3 separate regions of the Mus musculus genome follow, and all the other regions are linked to region 1. The links are chromatin contacts, called in public HiChIP or PLAC-seq and promoter capture Hi-C maps. All regions are on one chromosome and are shown on one strand. The core of a region is the stretch at or near the end of the contact, and the rest is flanking DNA. Distances in the headings are between cores, read along the strand shown. Region 1 holds the start of Npnt (nephronectin). Region 2 has its middle 200 kb from the start of Tacr3. Region 3 holds the start of Papss1 (3'-phosphoadenosine 5'-phosphosulfate synthase 1).

Region 1 (3,901 bases), core at 937-3,436:
GATTGCATTGGAATCAGCCCCTTGGTGATCTTTTGGGGGTTCATGATGTTTTCTGGCACAACACAATCACTAGTGTTCATTAGTTATAACACAATGGCCTGATACACCATGGGAATCCTTTATCGTCTCCTCAAGCCATGATACAAGAGACTGATACAATATCCACTTCCTCCAGGCAGGAGCGAGTGTGCAACAGACAGTGTGCCTGTCCATTCAACCTATTTAAGCCTTGTGCCAGCCAGTGGGCCGAGCACCCAGGATGTACTGACACGAGAGGAATTACCTTTGGCTTCTTGTTGGCTAGAAAGACCTAATGTGGCAGAGAGGCAATGACAACATAATTTGCCAAGAGCTGCTCTTGGAGACATATAATATTATAGAAGTCCATATAATAGAAGACAAGCCAAAAAATTATATAAGCATGGATCCAAAAAGTATAAGTGGAGATTGTTCAAGTGAAGGAATGTGGAAGTTTTCTGGGCCAAAAAAAAAACAAAACAAAACAAAAAAAAAAACCCTACCTATGTCAGAGAAGTGTGCAGTCACTGTCTTATTTCCACCTATCACTCTTCTCCCCTCTTCTGAAGTTATTCTCTAGCCTGCAGGTTAACCCAACCATCCACTGTGCCAATGGAGCTCTTTCAGGAACCGAACAGGAGCCAATAAGCAATGCATGCCACCAAGGAGTGGGGTCGGGAAGCAAGCCTACATTACACTGACAAACATTTGACTTTTCTGCAGAAAAAAATATTATGCCTCTTAGACTATTTTGGACTTTGTTAGAAGCATCTGAAATGGATGACACCAAGCTGTTTGCCTCAAACAGTGTCCCAAGCCTGAACCGGCAAGGATAATTTTCTGAGATTAAAATAGAAACTTCTTTTGCTAACAGAAGCAACTTGGAAATCAAAGAACTATTATTTTTCCTTTTCTTGCAGAAAAGTCCTGTTTTTACACATACTGATAAATCAGGATAGTGTAACCAAACTGGCACAGAACTTTTCGTTAACAATTTGAAGTAGCAGAAACCTTAAAATGATGCGAACGGAGTGACAGTTGAATGTACGGTAGCAAATACTTTCGATTAACATTTATGAGCACCTACTATGTGCCAGGCAATGTTGTAGGCACTAAACAAAGATAGCTCTTCTTGGAGAGTTTACATTACAACAGAAAGAAGACATAGATAAACAAATTATGCTGTAAGAGAAAAGATCAGTACAATGGGGGGGGGAAGGCAAAGTATGGCTGGACGTGACACCAGAGGGGAAGATAAGAATTTTAAACAGCATTCATATTTGGCTTTTAGGGTGACTTTTAGGCAAGGAAGTGAGATTCAGCTATACACACAACCTCTTCAATGCATGCCTAGAGGGTGCCAGGCCAGGAGATCATGGACTGAAGAGAGAGAGGACAGGACAGCCAGCCATTGGGGGTATGGCCTAAGGACGGGAATGATTTAAGTTTGAACGTATATTTATGAAAATCATTTCTTTTCAGTCCTTTGGTGCAATGCTTTTTATGATAGCTCAGTAACTACTTCAAATGGTTCTAAAGAGGTCCCCTCAAGACCAGCTACACCACAAGCTAAGTGGTAACTAACTCCCCTTCCTCTGGGGTGGAGCACTTGCCCTACCCACGGGGGTGCACCAAGTGGAGCTTCAGGACACAGACAGTTTTCCAAGGTTCTTCTCTTTCTCCTGAGCCCAGAGTTCTTCTTCAAAATTCGACCTGAGAGCCGAACCCCCCCCACCACACTCCCCACCCCCGTTAAAAGGTGCAGGGATATTCCAGCTCTGTAGGAGAAGCAATCTGGGTCTGCCTGCCTTCATCAGTCCAGGAACCCCTCCGGTAGGTGCAGAAAAGTTGGGTTCTCCCCTATAGACCACCTGTGTGTGTATGTGGGGGGGCATCTGTCTACCCCCACAGAACGCGTACTTCCACTTCCAACCCCACTGTCGCCCCAGCCTCTGGCGGCTGGGCTCACTTTTTCAGGCAGGTCACCCGACAAGCCCTCTCCCTAGCTCTGCTCCCAACTTTTCTCGCAGCCCGGGGGCAAGCGCCACCCGTGGCCGAGGCTGCCTGCGCGCCGCATCCCCGCCCCTGAGCCGCCCCTGCCCCTGGGGCCCGGGGAGGGGCGAGCCCCGGCGCGCGCCCAGGGCACCAGGGCGGCGGGGCAGGGAGGGCGGCGGGCTGCGCGGCGCGTCCCTCCCGCCTCGCCCCTCCCCGCGGGCGGCGCGGCTCCCGCCGCAGCGCCTCCCCTCGCCAGGAGGGAGCCGGAGGGGCTCTGCCAGCCCGCCGCAGACCTGCCCGGCTGCGCGCTGCGCTCTGTGCGTCCCAGCAGCCGCGGGTGCCGCGCCGAAGGCGGCCGGGAGATCCCGGGACGCGCAGCTCCCCGCAACCTTCAGCGTCCCCGCGTCCCGGTCCTCCGGCATGGCTGTGCTCCTAGCGGCGGTGCTCGCGTCCTCGCTCTACCTGCAGGTGGCTGCCGACTTCGACGGGAGGTGAGGCGGGTCTCGGGTGCCCTCCCCTTTCCCTCAGGGACCTCGAGTGGAGCAGCCTGGCTCCGGGCTCAGGAGAAAGAGAGGCTCGTGCCCCGTGTGCGGTGAGAGCGGGCAGGAGCAGGGACACAGGTGACGCGTGGAGCGTCCCTACAGCCAGTGATCAGGATGGACTGTGTCCCGAGGGGAAACTTGCAGGTGACCCGGCGATTCGACAAAGGGTGGCGGCGAGGACCGTACTTGGAACAAATGGCACCCGAGGGCTCTCGGTTTGTGGTTCGGAGGGGGGACGGTGTACACAAGCTTAACATGAGTACTGAGAGGAGGCGCTCGGGGTGCGTGTGTGTGTGTGTGTGTGTGTGTGTGTGTGTGTGTAGCACGCGGCACCGCTCAGACCTGGCGGGCCTGACTGTTGCTTGCTCTGACAGGTCCCAACAACCTCCGGCAGGGTCTCTGCTGTCACTCAGCGTGTCCCCCCAAGGCAGCGCACCGCGCGATCTCCCCGGAGATCCCGGGCTCAGTCCCCACTGAAGGCCTCAGCTGGACAGGTTTCCCGCTGGCTCACACCACCACTCACCCCTGTCCCCATCCCTCAGAGCTTGTCCCAGGGCTGCCTTGAAGATGCCGCACCTGTTTTACCTGCAATCTTGGAACGAATCAATTCCAGGATTGATTGGCTTTCCTGTCCCTGGAGGGGACCAGAGGAAAAGCCTCGGAGCGCGGAAGAAAAAGGCACCCGCTCCCGGTTCACCACCTGGTCGGAGGAAATAGAAGTTGGGGTTGTTTTGTACTTTGAGCCTGAGGGTAAAGCGAAGATGAATTGAAGAGATAAAGAGTTTAAAGAAGAGTGGAAAGCAGCCAGAGGCTAAGCCTTTTATTTTCCAAAAGCAATTCTTTGCCCACATTTGGATTTGTGGTGCATTACTTTGGGGCACACATATTTACAAAGAAACACACACACACACACACACACACACAGCCTAGGTGTCCATTTACAAAGAAACACACACACACACACACACACACACACACACACACACACACACACACACAGCCTAGGTGTCCAGAAAGTCTGGTAGGTGTGAATCTAAACAGGCTAACAGTCACAGGTGTAAGTGTGATCTGATGCATAAATCTGCATCCTAAACTTGGAGTCTCTCTGGGTACACTTTACATCGGAGAGGGAAATAATGTGGATTGCTGATGCAGACAGCTTGTAAAATACGAGGACACTTGAGACACTCTTCACGGCCTGGTTTTGGGCTTTTCTTACAGCAGTGGTGGGGAAGAGGAGGAGGAGGAGGAGGCAGTTGTATAGAAAGAGCTTGGTTGGTTGCATTTGATTTTTGAATAAGCTCCTCTTCTTGCCCATTTCCTTATCTGCCCTTTATACGAAGCAA
Region 2 (3,901 bases), core at 1,019-3,518, 1.7 Mb before region 1:
GCAAAGTATCATTCCACACTTGCATTTCACACAGAAGCTTTACTTTGTTTAATGTTTAACTAGCATGTTAAACCAAAATTTTACATCCTGCTTGTAGACCCTGGAATTTGAATTTATAACTTGGAGATCTTGTAGCTATGGAAGTGCCTTTATCTTTGCAATTCAGCATAGATAATGCTGTCAAACTAAGGTGGAGCTGAGTTTCTTGTGCAACAGCATTATCAATGTCCACAACAATCAAAGATAGGGAGAAGGCTTCTTGGGAAAGTGAGAGAAGTTGGCAGTTCTGACTCCACAAACATGACCACTCCACCACCCACATAAATCCTGGCACAGTGACACATACATTCCCCCACCAAGAAGGCAGGACCAAAAGCATCCTTTAGTTTTGTTGGCTAGCCATCCTAGCCTTTCTACGAAGTCCAGGTTCAGTGAATTCTAGCTTCCATTGCGCGCGCGCGCACGCACACACACACACACACACACACACACACACACACACACACATATTCACCACACACTCATAGACATACACATGCCACATATAATACACTCACATACAACATACATGCATATCACATAATACGCCACACATACCACACATGTATACACACCATAGATACTACATACCATATAACACCTATACATTCACCACAAACAACACATTTAAACCATTCACACACACAACACACCATGTACACACACATACCACCCACATAACACATATACATACTCCACATTCACACATCACACAGACACAGCACACATGTCTTGCATACCCTACATAACACACACGCACACACATCTACTGCATTCAAAGGCTGTTTATTTTCACTTTTCCTTTCCCATGAACAAAGTGTCAGCCGCAGCAGAACTTACACAGATGGACGGAGAAGAAAGTCCTTACAACAAAGGTTAGCATGCTGCAGGGTTAAAAACCTCATTTTAATAGAGAAGAAAACCAACCAGCCAGAGTTTTTCACATTTCTCATCTGTGCTATTTGATGGTTGGGTAGTAAAATCATTAAATATTAGTGGACTCTGTCAAATTAGAGAACTAAGATAGCTATTTTCATAGATCAAACTGTATTTTTTTAGATCAAAGAAATGGCTTTTATTTTCTTGAGTTTTTGGTAGCGATTTGATTTTTTAAAACATTCTTGGGATTATGGTAATTACGTCATTTTCCTCCCTCGTCTGCCCAAACATGACCTGAGCGCTGACAACAGAAATCCACACCCTAAGTGGAAGGAATCGACACCCAGTGTGGAAGAATCACCCTACACTCAAGGAGACTCAACCCGAGACAAAGAACTGCAAGCAACCACCGAATGCTGACAGCGGGAGAAAGTGTTCCCCTGGGAAGAGCTCAGAATTGTAAAAGGCAACTTTTCAGAAAACAAAGTTAAAGATATCTTGCCTGGGTTCCCTTTCAAACTTCCATGATGCCCGGGTGTTGTTTCCTTCATTTTCTTATTTGCAGAAATTATTACTGAGAAGCATTCCATGTGGAATAAAGATTGAGTAGCTTTCAGTCTTGTAAGTCAAAAACATCTGGAATTACTCAGCCATTAATAAAAATTGCCAGCGCAGTTCAGAAATAAAAGCAGCACTAGGTGGCACTGGAAGATCGCGGCTCCGTGGCACTCGTTGCTCTTCGTTTTCTCCTATAATTCTCAAGGGGAAGAAGAGGAGCTATGGGGGGAAATCATGGCTACAGAGGTAAATATTAATTCATTTGCCTGCTTTTCCTGGAAGCTATTCCAGAATGTGTTCGTGAAAGCAAATGGCCAATTTACTAGAAGCTTCAGCACAAGGCCCATTAACCATCCCGTTTAGATATAATCAAAGACAGATAAAGGGATTTGCACCCTTGCTTCTGTGGGGGCTTCTGCTGTTCCATTTGCTGAGACTGATGACAGGGACATAGTGTTTAGCTACAGCTATAAAGATACGGATGGCCTCGTTCATAGGTAAATAATCAGTCATCACTTAAGAGATACACAGTTTCTTTCTTTTTTCCTAGCAGAGCAAACACAAAGGGTTGTTCTTTCTCTCTCTCTCTCTCTCTCTCTCTCTCTCTCTCTCTCTCTCTCTCTCTCTCTCTCTCTCTCTCTCTCTCTCTCTCTCTCCCTCTCCCTGAAATGGCATATATTCTAAGTCAGTGGAGTTATTTATTTTTCATTTTGCAATTCCTTCACACTAAGGGTCAGCTTGACTAACCCGCAGCAATGACTCATCTTTTATAGTTGAGGCGTTTGAACGGAAGTCCAGCCCTGCTTCTCCCCACACCCACCCTAATCTTCTTTCATGCGACCATGAAGCCAGCCTTTAAATCCAGCAGAAGATGTTTCTGTCATGCTCTCAAGCTATAAAATCCATTTCCAGGTCTGGAAGACGGGAATGATATGTGGATATTTGTTTAAAAAAAAAATCACGGTTTGTCTGTCCTCCTAGCTAGGTAATGTGAAAGGTCTTTAAATTCAAAATATTTCGAAACATACATCATTTCTTCAATGTCTTCTTCTCAATGGTAAAATGTTATTTTAAAATGGTCACTTTCTGAAGATTTTTTTTTTTTGTTGAATACGGAATTAGAATTCATTTTATCTCTTAAAAATCAGAATGTAATATATATTGATCATATTTTTCCCATCCCCCAACTCTTCCCAGATTCCCCACCATCATCCAACTTTATGTTCTTTTTCCTTTCTTAAAAAACAAAAATATAAAACAGTAAAAAGTACACACACACACACACACACACAAACACACACGGGGGGGGGGATCTTGTCCATCTTGTATTGAAAGCCTTTTAGAAGAATTTTTAAAATATATTTCTTGAAATTTTCACTTTTGTGTATACAATGGATTTGATAACACCACCTCTCTCCCCTCCTTTAATTTTACATATTTAATAGCTCATAGAAATTGTGTGGCATATTTGTGGTTTTGTCAGCCACAGGATCCATTTCTCTCCTAGTGTTTTATTCTTTCCTTTAGCAGAGACCTGGATTGGAGCAGGCCTATTTAAACATGGGATTGGTCATACCTGGTGCTCTGGACTAGGGAATCATCCTGAGCTGGCCGACAGACATCCTGAGCTGGCCGACAGACATCCCGGATGTGAACGGGAAGCATCAGTTGTTCCTTTTAGCTTTTTTTCCTTCCTCCTCCTTCATTTCTTCTCTCCTTCTCTTTCCTTTCATTTTGTCTCTCCTCTATTCTTGTCCTCATTATAGATGTTTAAAATTAATTTTGGAATTCGCACTCCCTTAAGAGTTCCCCACAGATCATTTCTTCCCATTCTCTGGCTAATTGTTAACACTTTTAACATATAACAAAGAAAATTACTATTTGTGTAACAGTCAGAGTATTCCATGTTTGAGAAAAGACAAATTAACATGTTTCTTTTCTTTTCCCCCTTTATTCCTCCAAGTTGGTTAGTTTAAGATCAAGGATAATATCATACACAGTATGATAACAGAGAGACAGTATCTCCTTAGTACACAATGCAATCAATTAGGAATAAGTCAAGAAACTGAATGAAACAGAAAAAGAAGAAAGGAAAAAAAATAAGGAAGCATGAGAGACACAGAGAGAGAGAGAGAGAGAGAGAGAGAGAGAGAGAGAGAGAGATCATTCCTGTGGCATTTTGTGTTTTGGTTTTTACTCTGTCTCGAGATTCTCATTGAGCTTAGTCACATGACCAGAGACACTTACCAGAGATGGATGCTGACACAAAAAATTTCCATCGCAGTATATTTTGTCTAATGACTACAGAAGCTAACATCTGTAAGTGCAGGTTTTCATAGAACTGAATGCTGTGGACTATGGACTGCGTAAGGTTTGAACTGAAAGACATAGGTATCCAAAATGGCCCAGGGTTAGGCTTCATTAA
Region 3 (3,901 bases), core at 940-3,439, 1.4 Mb after region 1:
TAGTCTGCCAACTTAATCCTCACGATGGCACAGTCGGTGCCTGCATTTCCTCTGCAAACCAGTCTTCCTGGATTGCCCGTTTTATGGAATGAGAACATTAACATAATAGTGCATAGATTTTTTTTTTTACACTCACACCCATCGGATGAGTTAAGTGTGTTAGAGGAGGTCATTCTTTTAGAGACTGGAAAAAAAGGAAAGTTCAGAAAAATTTAAAAAATTCTAACTCCATTCCAAATCTCCTAGAAAAATCACCCTAACTCTTTAGCCAAACATTTACATTACACAACCCTGCTCCACCCCATCTTTATCTCTGCTCCCCAACAAAAACTACCTTCAGTAGTCAAACATGTCTCCGCTCAGGGATGTAATGGCTCCACCCACCTCAGAAATATGAGGTTCTCCATAAACTCATAAAAACCCCTGGGGCCAAACTAACCTTGCCTCTAAACTGCAATAAAACTCCTATCTTAGGCCACTCACTGTGGCCCATAAAAACATATGCCCTTAACAATCAGTTGCCATGGGCAACTGCAAAGCAAGCCCTGAGCCCCATGGTTTTTTATAGCTGTCAAATATGGATCTCTACATTAGCAAATAATGTAATACATAAATGAATTAGGGCAGCAGAAGAGTTGGCTCAGCAGTTGACAGCACTCGCTCTTACAGAGGATCCCCAGAACACACACAATGGTGGCTCACAACTACCTGTAACTGCAGCCCGAAGGGGATCCTACACACCCTTCTGGAACATCAGGCGCGCACCTGGTGCATACACATACACACAGGGAAAACACTCAGACTCAAAAAATAACAAAATGATCTTTAAATAAATGACTTATAGACAGACAGTATTACTGAAACTTCTTTGAAATACTCCAATTTAGTCAACTTACCTCCCTATCCGTAAAATCCTGTTAGCAACAATAGTGATGCTGAATCGGAGTTTCAGAGCAATGGTTTCGTTGCTCTTTCACCTTCGTTATCTTCTCTACTCAGAAAGACAATCCTGAGAAGGACACACTGTTACACCCTCCAGTCACCTGAGATTCAGAGTGGAGTGACTGTCCTCAAGATCACCCAACTTACAAACAGCAAGGCGGGGGACTGGAGCCCACGCCAGGAGTCTGTCCCTTCCAACCTCCTAATCTCCCTTTTATCTCACATCCCTCTCACCTTCTAAGAAGTTAAGGTAAAGGATGAAAGAAGACAGTGAGAATTCTTGAATCTGACAGCAGACGTGGCAAATCAATGACTTCAAAAGAACACTAGCCTGAAACAGCGTTTTTTTTTTTAACTTTCTCCTGACTCACCAAGGGCAGGTGATGATTTACAAGATTAAATTAAACTTCATGATCCTGTTACCTGCGGAATAAAAGAAAAAAAAAATCCATCTAACGCTGAAGCAGGGCCTTTGCAGCCTCCAAAGTTGGATGGTCTCCAGCTTCGCGCTTACCATCTTAGCTGCCACCACCAATGAATAAACTACAGAAGTAAACGACCCTCTGAAGCCATAGCACTTGGCCAATGAAGCCAACTGGCACTCGCTGTTCAATGTTAGAAACTATTAATCTTCCCACACCTAACTGTCACCAGAAATCGAGTCTTTAAAAGTATGTCTGTGTCCGACATTCCAATTTAAAACAGAGACACAAAGAACCTCAGTCCTGCAGTCCCGATCCATGAATGACCACATTGTTATTCTCTCAGTACACTGCAACTCAGAAACGTAAAGACTCGGAGACCGACCCAAACCTGGGCCAAGCACACCCGGAACGTGCAGAGGCGCCTCCGTCTGCCTCCGCCGCAGCCCTCCGCCTCGCCAGCCTAGGGGACAGCTCCGGGCCTGGACTCGCCTTCACCGGCCGCCGCCGCCCGGGTCCCCGCCCCCGGCTCCCGCAGGATGCACGGGCAGCCCGCGGTTCCCACAGCCACCCACGCTCCCCGCGCTCCGGCCTGCGGCCACCACTCACCCAGTTCTGCGCGTTATTGCTCAGCTTGACTTTCTTGCACAGACTCCCAGGAATCTCCATGGCCGCGGAGCGCGGATGCACTGCTGCTGAGAGCCCCGGGGCCGAGCAGTGGGAGAGAGGCCGAGGGGCGGGGCGGAGCAGGGAGAAGGGGCGGGGCCTGCACCCCGGGCTCAGGCGCGCGCTGACGTGCGCTCCAGCTAGTGATCGCCTCGGCTGGAGCTAGGCATCCGAGCAGCGTGGAGGGCGGGGCGAAGCGGAGGCGCGGGGTCGAGACCTCAACATCCAATCACCAGGAGGGGCGCTTGAAGCTCCGCCTTGACCCAGGACGAGGGGCGTGGTCTGAGGGTTTGTTGAAGAGAGCCTTCAGATGCTGAGCATGCGCAGTGAGCGAGGCGGAGCGACGCCTGCAGAGCTGGGCGTGGGAGACGCTCCCTAGAGCTGAGGCTGGTAGGGGAAGAAGCTGACGTGGGCTCCTGCTGCTCTCTAGCTTTTCTTCCGCAAACACTGCACAGGCTCGATGTGTGCGCTTGTCAACTAGGCCGACTTTGAAAAAATGTTTCCCAGCCCTGCAAAAAGTAGGATTACTTAAGTGAATTCACCATTACATGTTGCTCACCGCTTTGCAATCCTACTCAGTGCACAATGTTTTTTTGACATCAACTGTATCTCATCAAGGATTAGAAAGTATTTGTAAGGTGACGCCTTTCCCACTTGGAGAGCCGCTTTCTATCAGGAAATTTCTATGCAGTGTTTGTTGCCGCTGACTAGCCACAAAGGGGCTTCTCTAGTACTTGCTACTCATAGAGGACTAAAATCCAGGTTCCCTGGTACGCAAGGCGGAATGCTCACCTATAAAGGGCATTTCCAACCACATATAGTCCATGATCAGTTCGTAAAAGAATGGGGCTGGGAGGGGGAGGCCTTCTCCAGGAGTTATAACCCTTCGCACTCATCCCCATAACTTTAAGCTCACCATAACCATAACTGCAAACATCCACAGTCTCACAAAATTTAGCTGCTTACTCCGCTACTGATGACGACCAGTGATCACACACACACACACACACACACACACACACACACACACATATCAATCAACACTTGAGGCTTACTTGCATAGCCTATTGCTAGCAAGTCAGTTCCTATTTGCTCCACTGACAAAGTCTCAAATTAATCTCCCTCCTCCACGTCTAACAGGAGTCGTCATTGCACAGATACACGCGCCACACACCACACACACACACACATACACACCACGCACACAGAGAGACGCACACAACAAGTATCACTCCTCTGCCAACCTCTCTGTTCTCAATAGTGTCAGACAGGTACTTCTAACATGCAAATCAGATCTTATTCCTCCACCATATATATAAAATGTCTTTATTGCTTGCTTGTTTTGTCTTTCTTTCTTTCTTCCTTTCTTCCTTTCTTTCTTTCTTTCTGGTTTGTTTGTTTTTGTGTTCTTGAGTCAGGATGTCTCTTTATAGCCCTGGCTGTCCTGAAATTCACTCTGTAAACCAGGCTGACCTCAAACTCGGAGATCCACCTGCCTCTCACTCCTGAGTGCTGGGATTCAAGGCGTGTTCCATCCTTTAGCTCTATCTAGGGGATTCTTAATCTAATAGTATATAGGACTGAATTTCAATACAATTCTAAATTCTGCTTATAGCAGTCACAAGAATGAGACTAAAAGACTAAAAATAAGGACAATGATAAACAAGAAAATGTGGACAAAGGCCAATCACATATATTTATGAAAATGTCATAAAGAAACCTATTCTTTTGTATGCACCTAAAAAAATAATTGTTTTCTTTTAAAAGATTCTAAGTTTCAGACTAAGGTGGTGGGGGCGGGTGCCACCCAGAACCAGCCATTTCTCAGAGAGCCCCCATTCCTGCTCAAGGGAAATAGTGCATAGATACAG

What was found. Promoter capture Hi-C pulls out the DNA fragments that hold promoters and counts their contacts. HiChIP or PLAC-seq counts read pairs in DNA pulled down with a chosen protein or histone mark.
Region 2: a promoter capture Hi-C map of the HPC-7 cell line shows a contact between it and region 1, with 8 times the contacts expected there. The contact joins the enhancer-like site here to the promoter of Npnt in region 1. A contact is called at or near these places in 5 of 39 promoter capture datasets (the C10 cell line, the HPC-7 cell line, hippocampal neurons and 2 more).
Region 3: a contact with region 1 is called in an H3K27ac HiChIP or PLAC-seq map of microglia, with 9 times the contacts expected there. The contact joins the promoter of Papss1 here to the promoter of Npnt in region 1. A contact is called at or near these places in 2 of 39 promoter capture datasets (hippocampal neurons and liver) and 2 of 115 datasets of contacts at active chromatin or transcription factors (astrocytes and microglia).

What each region holds. Positions count from the first base shown.
Region 1 is chr3:132,948,576-132,952,476 of GRCm38.p6, reverse strand. Npnt (nephronectin) reads left to right here and starts at 2,186. Exons shown (of 14, transcript NM_001287101.1): 1 at 2,186-2,504. The coding sequence starts at 2,434.
Region 2 is chr3:134,627,723-134,631,623 of GRCm38.p6, reverse strand. No RefSeq gene overlaps it. Among named protein-coding and RNA genes, the nearest start is that of Tacr3, 200 kb to the left of the region's middle. Within about 2 kb of position 2,268, at least 48 of the 459 cell types and tissues checked have an H3K27ac peak or open chromatin away from gene starts, as enhancers often do. A contact at or near this core is called in the HPC-7 cell line and second pharyngeal arch cranial neural crest, where this site is marked.
Region 3 is chr3:131,563,056-131,566,956 of GRCm38.p6, reverse strand. Papss1 (3'-phosphoadenosine 5'-phosphosulfate synthase 1) reads right to left here and starts at 2,189. Exons shown (of 12, transcript NM_011863.2): 1 at 1,974-2,189. The coding sequence starts at 2,033.